2 separate regions of the Sus scrofa genome follow, and region 2 is linked to region 1. The links are chromatin contacts, called in public HiChIP or PLAC-seq maps. All regions are on one chromosome and are shown on one strand. Each heading gives the region's core, a stretch centred on a gene start, on an enhancer-like site or on the middle of the called end of the contact. The rest is flanking DNA. Distances are from core to core; before and after follow the strand shown.

Region 1 (6,018 bases), core at 2,869-5,368:
CAGGATACAGCCAAGCTCCTTTGCAATAACATCCACATGTACTCAGTTCCTCTCTAAGTATGTGAGTTCCTTGAAGACGAGGACTGTTCAAGGTGAGCAGGAAAGGTGGGACTGAGAGTGTGAGAGTCACTAGAAGAGCAGAGGAGCAGGTTGCAACACAAGAGGTCATTTTTTCTGTCCTCCTAGCCATAGTTAAATCTTCCCTAAACCTACAACGGAGGTATTTCAAATTTAAAAACAATTCACATGTCATGGGGAAATTTACTATGGTTATGGAATCCAAAAAGAATCCCTGGAATGGAATACATAGAAAAAGTGATTTGAATTTCCATACCAAGGCGCAGTGGTTTATTGAAGTGGTTTATTGCGTGTCACATTATTTATGAGACATTTAGAACCTGATACGGTACTTTTGAAGTCAGACTGTTTGAGGGTAATTAACTTCCTCTATCACCTATTACCTAAGTAGCTTTGAGCAAACCAGGACTAAACCTCCCTGAGCCTGAGGGTCCTCCTTGGTAAAATGGAGATAACACCTACCTCACATAGTGCAACATGAAATGACATTATTACTATTAAAAGCATGGTACCTGATAAGTCCTTAAGAAATGTCTACTATCTTCCCCTCACTTATAACCAAATTTAAACTCTTGACTCTTAGTCAAAGATTTTAGAAAGTGCCCTTTCGGAGTCCTCTTGTGGAGCATCGGGTTAAGGATCCAGCATTAACACTGCAGTGGCTTGGGTGTCTGCTGTGGCGTGGGTTTGATCCTTGGCCCAGGAACTTCCACGTGCTGCATGTGCAGCCAAAAAAAAAAAAAAGAAGAAGAAGAAGAAGAAAGAAAGAACGTTATCTTTAGCCTTTTGTAATTTTTGAAAAAACCCAAACAAATCCAAACCAGACAAAGCAAACTGCAAATGACCAAAAGACACAGTCAACAGAGAGCATCCCCATTCCTTAGACAGCCTTTGCCCACAAAAGTGATAGTTTCTCTAGACTCTTTCATGCTTATGCCAGGTATTTTATTACACATATATGTCTTTTTTTAATCTCTCTCTGCCATTCCCCCAGTACCACCAATTTTGTTCTTTCTGGTGATTCCTCTTAAATCCTTAAGTGGTACCATGATGCTGTTACTTGAGTCATTCTTCAATGGGTTCCTGTGACATAAAAAAGGCTAAATTAAATGTCAGAAATGACACTCTATTTCCCTTGATAAATTGTAGATATAAACACTATTGTGTTTCTTTTTCTTCCTAGGGTCAAAAGAATGGACAATAAATTTGAAGCAATGTTTCCTCTTAAATTTGTCATATTTGTGACCATTATTTTGAAACATTATTTTGTGATCTTTAAAATTTTTCCCTCTATGTTCTTATAAAATAAAAATTAAATTGTACATGTTAGCTCTTTTTTGATTAACATTGTTTTTTCTGATTTATATGCTATGACATAAAAATTGAAATTATGTCTGAAATATAATTGGCAGTGAATGAATGTTTTCTTTAAATTCCTCTTGTTCACTGTGTGATGTTTCATTAAACTGTAATTTCATATTGCACAAATTAAGGAAACTTTTCCTCAGCCTTTCTTCATTGCCATTACCAAAAGGACTCTAAATCTGTAAAGCACAGTCAAAATTTTGAATAGTGGCCATAGTGAGAAGAGTCTCCTGCAAGGAGACGATGGCTCTCCCTCCTGACCTCTCTACAGCTTGTCTTTGCACTTAAGACAGTTTAATTAATTAGAAGGCACCTGAGTAGAGACACTTTAGACCAACTTTTAGTTTAAATGTCCCAAGATTGTTATGCCCCTGACAGCTCAGCCATTCCCAAGAAGCAACCCCAGTCAGCTGCTGAGTGGCTCTAAACGTAAGATGTCTTTTTTTGTCTTAGCCAGAGACCTGCTTCTTATAGCCTCTGTGTCTTGGTCCTACATCTGTAGCCCTTGAGAACCCAGTGTGGTTGTTCTCAAATGTTGCTCCAAGATCAGCAGCATCAGCATCAGCTGGGAACTTGTAAGAACCAAGACTCTGGGATTGGGTCCCCATCTCCCATCAGTTTTAGGAAACCATCGGCCATGTGCTCCTGATGCCCAGTTTGAGAAGCACGGGTGTAGAGTAGCAGAAAGTGGGTGCAACTTTGGAATGAAAAGTACCTGGATTCAGATCCTGGCCCTCTGTCATTTTAGGCAATAGCCTCCATTTCAAATGGAGGTGATAGGTGCAGCTAATGCTTGGACTCACTGAGAGAATTCAATGATACATATGGGTAAGCACACAGAGGGAAATCTAAGGCACCCTAAGCACTCAAAATTAGTGTCTAGTGATATTGATTCATTCTACACATTTATTAGATACCTTTGAATATGAGTCTACATAAAGTCCATTATTTTGAAAGTACAGAAAATTTTAGACATAACATCTTAGACATAACAGTGTTAAATAACTTCATTTTACAAATGAAAAGCATAACATTCAGAGAGGCTAAGCGACATGTTGAAGGACACATGGCTCCTTCAGCAATTGCTGGTGTCTGGAAGCCCTTTAGGTGCCTCCCAGTGTTCAGCTCTTCAATCGGCACACATTTATCTGTCACTTAATGCAACAATAAAATATCTATTCCTGGGCCTGATGATTATACAAGGAGGGACTTCAAATTTATCAACGAACTGTCTGAATTAATTTAGTACTAATTGAATATTCCCAGCCAGATCTAGGCACTGTAGCTATTTATTTACTTATATTTTGCTTTCTTATTTATATCCTATTCTGTTCTGAAAGGATTTAAGATCACTCCAGAGCATTTTATCAACAGTTGGAGTTCCAGCCCCTGTAACTCTAAATGTTAGACCAGTAAACCTCCAATAGTTGCTTGAACTTTTGCAAGAGGTTCTCAGCAAACGGTACACAATTCTGAGGATCCAAAACAGATGTATAAGAGAAATAGATCAATACTAAGTGCTTTGGGTTAACTGGAATCCGAGGTATAACCTGTTAATCTGATATCAAGACACATGTGGGTTATTTCTTGCTCTCGCATTGACAAAGAGATGGGTAGACATGATGTTATGCCCTTGCCTGGGAAAACTAAATACTCACTGTCACATAACCCCCAAAAGTCTGCTTTACAGATTGGAAATAATGAGGCACCTTTACTTTAAACAGCCTGTTTCCAGTTTTGTAGGGCTGTTGATATTACTGGCCTAGTGACAGATGCCAAGGCGGGAAAATAGGCTCAGTTACTTCTGACTCTTTGAATGTGGACACATCAGCTTGTGGGAAGGAAACTATTTAAAATGGGGCTTAGGGAAAGAAAAAAAAAATCCCCTTTCCCCATATGAGATTCTTCCACAGTGTTGTCATGCAATCTTGAAAACCTCCATACAGCAGATCACTCTCATTGGATATATGCAAATTTTCTGGGACCCAGTGGTTTCCTGCCAGGGAAAAACTTATAATAACAGAGCAAGAATGCAATCTGAGCCCTTGTTCTCTGAAACCCCTGAAAGAACAGAGTCGTTCTTGACAGCGCAATTTCAGCCCTTGACATTCCAGGAAATAGCTTAATAATGTCATTTAGGCTGGGGTTGTAACCAGTCCTAAGATATAGGGACACAAATGCTGTATGTAAAATCTTAAATATCAAGGACCATTGCGCATTTTCACACAGAGTTTAACAGTGAAGACCACCACCACAAAACAAAAACTGAGCAAGGTTTCCTAATTAAATTTTAACATTGTCACCACTAATTAAATCCCATATAGGAAAAGGAAAGTTTTCTGCCAAGAAATAATACAGACATATCCTGAAGACTATTTCCTTTCCATTTACTTTCCTAAATACTGTGCCCATGCCATATTCAGAATATGACACCCAAACAAAACTCTATGTTAATCATTAATATATATGAAGAAGCTACCCCCACCCTGGAGTCTTAGAAGCCTAAATGAGACACATTGGCCTTTACAGTCAATGTGTTTCATTTTTTCTGGGTGCAGTACCAAAAAAGGGTACAAGATTCAGGTTAAAAGTCAGGAAATGGATCAGGGCCCCACGCTATGACATCATTTTCTTGCAATGCAATGAAGCAATGACATTTCCTGCAGGAAAAATGATTAGAGCTGACAAGCAGCCTTAGTTAGCTGCAGTGTTTGCAGTGGAAGGTGTCAGGCCTGCCTTGCTCCAATTCCTGCCACCCTCCCTCCTCTTCCTTGGCTGGGGCTTCCCAGAGTTCAGGGACAGAGAGACCCAGGCTACTTCCATTTAGTGATCCTTATGTATTTAAAATAAAAATTTGCTGAAATGTCATTACGAAAATTGTGGAATTTTTTAGTTGGTAGAGCATTAACTAATTTAGACCCAAAGATATAATGTTTCCACTTACAAAAGGATTTCCAGATTTATTTTTCAAGCTGACATATAGGCAGAGCCTCCAGGGGTGATTGTGCAGATTGGCCAAAGGCAGAGAGTGGATTCAAAACTGGCTCACTCTCTGATGGCCAAACCTTGCTTACTGTTGCAGGGTTAGATCTGTCTTTTCTGGATTCACACAAAAGCCTCACAACCTGTGATAGATGGTCTTGGAATGGAACACAGTTGGAAGCTGAATGATGAACCAGTCTTCTGCTTTAAATCCTGGGTGTCTCTGTAACTGTAGGCATAATGTCTTCAGGGCGTCTCTAGAAGTGTGAATTTGAGGATATACCTACATGTAAAGTTCTGGGCCAAATCTGCCTCCTGGCAGGGTCACCCCAGCTCATAAGGGGCCCTTTTGGAATTTAGGGACAGGTGCTTTCAGTGAGCCAACACAGATGGTAAGAGGCACCTGGCTTGGCTAGTAAGTGTCTGGGGAAACGTTTCAGCCTGGCCAGGTGCTCTGTATGCAATCTACGTAACTATAGTGGGCCTATTGCTCCCTATGTGGTAGACCTCGTCCTGGACTCAACATATAGAAAGAACTGCTCCAGTCCTTAAGACCATTTTTTTTGGCGGGGGGGGGCTTTTTAGGGCTGAACCCACAGCATGTGAAGGTTCCCAGGCTAGAGGTCCATGCAGAGCTGTAGCTGCTGGCCTATGCCACAGCCATAGCAATGCAAGATCTGAGCCGTGTCTGTGACCTACACCACGGCTCACGGCAGCTCTGGATCCTTAACCCACTGAGTGAGGCCAGGAATCAAACCTGCATCCTCATGGATGCTAGACATGTTTGTTAACCACTGAGTCACAACGAGAACTCCCCTTAAGACCAATTTTGAGACCTGAATCAAGGCAAGAATTATTATTACTTTTTTGTCTTTTTTTTTTTCTTTTTGTCTTTTTAGAGCCATGGATGAGGTATATGGAGGTTCCCAGGCTAGGGATCTAATGCGAGTTGTAGCTGCCAGCCTACACCACAGCCACAGCAACTCAGGATCCAAACTGCATCTGTGGTCTACACCACAGCTCACAGCAATGCCAGATCTTTAACCCACTGAGTGAGACTAGGGATGGAACACACAATCCATGGTTCCTAGTCAGATTCATTTCCACTGCACCACAATGGGAACTCCAAGGCAAGAATTATTTAAGAGTGCAGGCCTACTCTCAGGGACTCCACATTAAATCACATTTGCTTCTCCACTTGCGGCCTGTGACTCAGTTTCAATAACTGGGTTCCCACCTCGTACGTTGGTTCTGAGGGCTGATTGCCTGATGAGTACTGCCTGGGAACAAGTCTCTGTTCCCTCAATTTACCACTCCCAGGCCCCTTCTAGAAACAGTGAAGCAAGGGGGGCTAGTGTTATTATCGTCTGTCATTTTTCTTCCACTTGTATCCCTACTTGAATCCTCCTGGGGGAGTTAGTGGAATCTGCCAAACAAAGACTGCAGATAGGACAGAGGAAAACAGCTTCCTGATGCTTCTTTTGTCCATTTTGAAACAAAATTAATACTAAGTCACTTTTATGTCCATGAAGGAGAGTGAGCAATAGTGACAAGTTTCTACTACCAAAAAAAAAAAAAAAAAAAAAACAAACA
Region 2 (6,209 bases), core at 3,360-5,859, 93 kb after region 1:
GTAGGAAGCCCAACGCAGTTTTGCCTCGGCTTTATCCACATTCAGAATAAGCAATATTTCTCTGCTGCTGGATCAAAGCATGAGATGAAAACAAAGCATTTTTGGAGAGAAAATAATTTTTTTTTAATGAATATGCCAAGATGGCATAATAGCCTTTTTTGAAGCCATATTAACAAATGCTCCTTCAGATAAGTTGAATCTTCACCTTGGCAGATTCTTCTGGGGAGAACACATGCCAATCCAGAGCCCACACTAACCACAGGGCCTTTTTAACTGAAGATATTTATGTAATTTTGATTTTCATCTCAAGAAGCACTGAAAAGTAAAGAGCTTATTTTCCTTCTTCCCTGTTTCAGAGCAATGTGCGTCACTGAACCTCACTGTACTAAGTTCTGAGTAATTTACACATGTCAAATATGACAGTGACAGATATTCAAATCAATAAACATTGATTGGGCACATTTTAGTTTTGCTATACAAAGAAAAATAAGACATGGGCCCAGCCCTCAGAAAAAGGCGTACGTGTAAACAAATTGCAGCATCCTAAATGCCATGACACACTATAACCAGAGCAGGAAGGAGGAGGAAGTGATTAACTCCTTCTGGGAAGGGTTCTCCAGGCTAACAAAAGATAGGGGGAGGGAGAATGTGTTACACAGGCTCTTGAATTATTTATAGAGTGTTTTTTTTAAAAACATAGGGAAAGGAGGATTTTGTGATCAAAAAACTTAAATAAGCCATTTTCTGTAAGGTTTACTTTTACTGTTAGAGGTGTGATTTTAGGCAAGTTTCTTAAATTCGCCATCCCCCCATTGCCTTATCTATAGGTTAGTGATAATAAAACACAATTTATATTATGATTGTGATCGTAACTGCAGGGTATAGCTATATCTGTAGACATAGAGACACACACACATACCCCTCTAATAAGTGATAGAGGCTATGCCCATGCATCAGGAGACATCTGATAACATAATAATTAGAACTTGTGTGTGACAAAAGGTACAAGAACAAAAGATGACAAGGTTTTCCTAGCAGTGAATCCTCTTATTTTCTGTGGGGAAAAAGGAAAGCACTAGAAAGAAAAGCATCTTAGTGGCACATATCAACTAGCAAAGACATGTTAATATATATGTGTTGAAAGAATTTTAAGTAGTCTTCTTCCAGATCAAATTCAAAGATGAAACCAATAAATGCCTTCATTTTTTTTTTAATTGAAGTATAGTTGATTTACATTGTGGTATTAGTTTCTGGTGTTCAGCAAAGTGATTCAGTTTATATATACATATACAAAATATATATTATATAAGTATTTCTGTATAAATGCATCACACATATATAAGATATTTATGTATTTATATACACACATACATATATAATATATATTATAATTAAATATATAATATATATACATATATATGTATATAACATATATATTCCTTTTCATATTCTTTTCCATTATGGTTTATTATAGAATATTGAATACAGTTCTCTGTGCTATACAGTAGGACCTTATTTTTTATCTATTTTATATATAGCAGTTTTTATCTGTTAATCCCAAACTCCTAATTCATCCCTCCCCACCCCTTACCCCTTTGGTAACCTTAAATTTGTTTTCTATGCCTGTGAGTCTGTTTCTGTTTTGTAAATAAGTATCATGTTTTGTATCATTTGTATCATATTTCAAATTCCACATATAAGTGATATCATATGGTCTATGTCTTTTTCTGTCTGACTTACTTCACTTAGTATGATAATCTCTAGGTCAATCCATGTTCCTGGAAATGGCAATAAATGCCTTCATTTGTGTGATAGGATTGGTATATGACTGGGGATAAACAAATGACACTTTGCAGGGTTTTAGATACTGGATATGATATAAACTTTAAGACTAGGAAGATTTAGTTTGTACTTTGTAAGACCTTGAATGGAAAAAATGAGAATTGTTGACTGTATTTTGCAGGAATTCTCTTGAGTAAACCAAAGTTCCACCAAATCTTTAGAAATGAAACATTGCTAGTTCTATTAGGACAGCATGAGCCTGCTCAAAAGAGAGAATATTATATGGGTAACTTCCATTTATTGAAAACCTAAGAGTTATGCCCTGGAGTATAGATCCCAGCTTGCACTTTTGTGGATGTGTGATTTTGGACAATTTACTCTCTCTGCTCTCATTTGTAAAATTGACTTCACAAAAGATCATGTGAATGGAGTTTCTGCTGTGGCACAGTGGGTTAAGAATCCAACTGCAGCAGCTTGGGTAGCTGCAGAGGCATGGATTTAACCCCAGGCCTGTCAGCAGTGGGTTAAGGATCCAGCATTGCCACAGTTATGGCACAGGTTGCTGCTGCAGCTCAGATTCAATCCCTGACCCAGGAACTTCCATATACTGCCGTTGTGGCTATTAAAAAAAAATTTTTTTTAATATTATGTGAGGATTTAATGAGCTCACACATTTAAGGCATTTAGCATAGTACCTGGTACTCAGAAAGTCTCCAAAATTAGCTATTTAGCTTGTAATTGCTGTATTATACATTGTTGTGAGAGCAGAGTAGAAGAAAGTGTTGATTTTTCCTGGGAGGAGAAAGTATCAGAGATGAAATCACAGAAGAGAAATATTTATGGTGCCCATTAGAAAAGCTTTAGTTTTTTTTAAAAAAAAATAAAATAACAAGATGTTGGCAAGAATGTGAAGAAATTGGAATTAATGTTTCTGGTGGGAATATAAAATGACATAGCCACTTTTAAAATAGTTTGGCAGTTCCTTGCAATGTTAAGCACAGAGGTACCATAGGATTCAGCAATTCCATTTCAAGGTATGTACTCAAGAGAAATGAAAACATATGTCTACAACAAAGCTAATTAGCAGTTGTACTCATAACAGTTAAAAAGTGGAAACAACCCAAATGTCCATTAATTGCTGAAAGTAAAATCACAATGTTGTATAGCCACATGATAAAATATTACCCAGTCATAAAAAGGAATGAAGAAGTGATATATACTACGACGTGGATGAACCTTCAAAAAATTACTCTAAATGAAACAAGGCAGTCTCAAAAGGGTATGTATCATATGATTCCATTGATAGGAAATCCCTGCAGATAGAAAGGAGTGGTTGTTGGGAGCTGGGAAGAGGCGGGAGTAGAAAGTAACTGCTATGGGTACAGGGTTTCTTTTTTCAATGACAGGAATGTTCTGGAATAGGTAGTGGTGACAGTTGCACAACATTGTGGATGTACTAAAAACCACTGAATTTTACACATTAAAATGGTGAGTTAAAAAAATTATTTCTCAATTAAAAAAATTTTTTTTAAGTGGGCCCTCAAAGACAAATAGGGATAAGCCAGGCAAGGCAAGGGGAACCAGGGCACTCCACCTGAGGGAATACCTAGGGTCAAAGTTAAAAAGCAATACCAATCAAGCTTTGTTCTAAAAAATGGTAAGAATCTGGTACAATGGCTGTGCTACTCCAAGTGTCGTCAGTGGGCAGTGAATTGTTTGTTAAGATCTGTGACAAGATAAGAAAAGAAACTGAGAGTACACTGTAGAAAAGTTAGCAAGCTGACATGACATGGTTGGTGGCCTCCAGCCTTTGGACAGGATATAAACCAAAAGTGGTCAAGCTCCTGTGGCAGGTGGCCTGTCGCCCAAGCTACACACTAGTCCTGCACCACAGGATCCAGCAGATGGGAAATGAAAACAGTGTGTTCTTCACTTCGTAAAGTTTGAGAAGTACTGTCATAAGGGATATACTATAAGGAGTAACAGGCTAGAGACAGAGGTTGGGAACTGAGTGTGAGGTACTTTGTAAGTAAAATAGTTTGAAATCACTTCTTTGTTCAGAATTCTTTAATCAGGTTGTGCCTAGTTATGTACCACGAGTGACACCGTGACACTTCTAAGCATGGGTTATCTCTTGGGAGTATAGAAAACAGAGGAATCAGGCAATTTCAGGGGAAAGAAACTCTTTCCAAACAAAACAAAATGAACCCCCCTGGGAAAAAATAGGGTACATCTTTTCCATCTTGGAGATGGCATAAAGTACACAGAATCAGCACAAGAGGTTGAAAGAGGCACATAGCACACTAATTAAGATTCAAAGATTTGTTTGTATTTATTGAATAAAAGAAACCAGAATAAGCCACCCCAGAAAGGGAAATTGAATTGAGAGCTAGGCTAACTGTAGAGAGACAAGTGAGGCAGGCAGAGAAGTAGGAACTCACACTCTCCCACAAAGGGAGAGACAAGCCAGCCTGCTCCACGTGTGGGAAAATACTCAGCCTCTCAGAAGAAGAGCCCTATATTGATTCCAGACATTGTTATTCCTGCGGGAGTGGGGGGACAAGAAAGGAAAGGAAACCAAGGTATTGACAGAAAAACCAGCTTCTACTTTCTCAAATGTCTTGGATGTCACTATGAAGCAACCACAAGACTTCCCCTGTTGTCACATGTTGACTCATTCTTCCCCAAGCAAGACCATTTATTTAATGTCTCGTTTTGTTAAAGTCGATGAGATTTTGTTTCAGAATCTGGGGCTGTGCTAATGTAAATGCTTGTTTGTCTGGGGTTGTGCAGAATGAAGGAAGTTCATGCTCTGCACAAGTAAAGCAATGTGTCATGTCATATTGCCAAAAGGTTGCATCATTTCTAAACTTTCCGGAAGACTGGATAGATGAGAGGTCATCTATGTTTATTTTGTGAAGTTTGGCCTACCAGGAAATGTGTGGGTACAAGAGATATTTTAGGCCCATGAGACTCTCACTTTAGATGCTTAATCCAGCAGCATGTGCTATAAGCTTCAGTCTCTAACTAAATCTTTGAAGAGTGGCAAGTTGTGAAGTATGCAAGGTTTTTGGCTGCACTAGCAGAGCCACGTATAAAATCCTGTTGCCAAACAAAGACTAGAACCAGATGACAAAGACTGAAAACATACTTCATGTATTGACTTTGTCTATGAAATACTCATTATAACCTAATCCAGTAATATTCATTTCTAGGATTATTGCATAATCACTCACCAATCAATATTAATTAAGGCTGTAAATTGACCTTGAAAGAAGTTTTTTTTAAGCAGAACATTTCATGTTGGGTTTCTTTAAAAATATAATGGAATTACTTCAACAAGGAAGAAAAAAATGTCTTAAGGAAGTAATTTTTAACACACAGCTTAACAGAAGTGATAATGGATGACCTACCAGCAACCCTATTCAAGTCTGCTTGTGGACATTTTATTTATAGTCTTCACATCCTCCATGATTTGGAAGATAACAATAATCCCTTCTCTGGACTGAACTGCTTTTCTCTACTTTTTCATGTGGTTCTGAGAAGGGGAAGGGGTTGCCAAAAAAATATCACCACACAAACAATGCACACACACCCCTTTCTGTCCCCATCACATACATAAAGCACAGGGAAACCCAGAAACAGGAGATAATGATACTAACACCTGGAGGAAGGCAATACCAAGAGAGAGAAACAGAGGCCAGCTCCGTCCCTGGAATGCACAGGACTTAGCCAATGCATCACCTCTATTGTTTAAGCTATTTGAGTTGAGTTTCTATTTGAAACCAAAAGAATCCTAACACCAAAACTCAAGATGTTTATCTCTGTAGTAGACAGTACTCCTTGTTGTACTATTTCAGGGGGGTTGGAGGGTCATTCTGGAATTGTGCAATGGAGAACACTTTCTGGATGGCTGGAGTAGTATCTATGTGACTCTCACTCCTGGAACACAACCCCATTTGCATGAACTACATGTGAGGGGTGCCTCCTGGAACTGTGCAGTGTGAGATATGGAGGTAAACATGAACTCCCCTTGCTGTACAAATCAGCACCATCAGTCTCTCCACATAACTAGTGCTGCTTGGTCTTAAGTAAGGCAGTTTCTTCTAGAACTTCTTGCCTAACACTGCTATTCCTGCCACCATTGCTCCTGTTTTCCATGAAATGCCTCTAAAAGAATGTTCTTCTACTATCTCCTTTCCCTGATCCTCACAGTGCAGATATCACCCTCTCCATGGAGAATCTTTTAACTCAACCCCCAAGGTGGAACAAGACCACCTCACGTAACAGATAGGTGCCAATTATTTCTATCTCCTTGGCCCTATACTTCCTTGTATTCCCCACTTTCCTAGAGGCTACAAATTCACCTCCCCAAAATCAATCTCAAGTTTTCCAGTTCTCCGATGCAGTTTCATCTTTGACCTGCT

What was found. HiChIP or PLAC-seq counts read pairs in DNA pulled down with a chosen protein or histone mark.
Region 2: an H3K27ac HiChIP or PLAC-seq map of alveolar macrophages shows a contact between it and region 1. The contact joins two enhancer-like sites. A contact is called at or near these places in 5 of 47 Hi-C or Micro-C datasets (embryonic fibroblasts, fetal skeletal muscle, fibroblasts and 2 more) and 2 of 2 datasets of contacts at active chromatin or transcription factors (alveolar macrophages and skeletal muscle).

The regions. Positions count from the first base shown.
Region 1 is chr13:110,432,788-110,438,805 of Sscrofa11.1, forward strand. TMEM212 (transmembrane protein 212) reads left to right here. Exons shown (of 4, transcript XM_003132532.3): 4 at 1,262-1,570. The coding sequence ends at 1,282. Among named protein-coding and RNA genes, the nearest start is that of TMEM212, 21 kb to the left of the region's middle. Within about 2 kb of position 4,119, at least 10 of the 83 cell types and tissues checked have an H3K27ac peak or open chromatin away from gene starts, as enhancers often do. A contact at or near this core is called in alveolar macrophages, where this site is marked.
Region 2 is chr13:110,524,967-110,531,175 of Sscrofa11.1, forward strand. No RefSeq gene overlaps it. Among named protein-coding and RNA genes, the nearest start is that of FNDC3B, 59 kb to the right of the region's middle. Within about 2 kb of position 4,610, at least 21 of the 83 cell types and tissues checked have an H3K27ac peak or open chromatin away from gene starts, as enhancers often do. A contact at or near this core is called in alveolar macrophages, where this site is marked.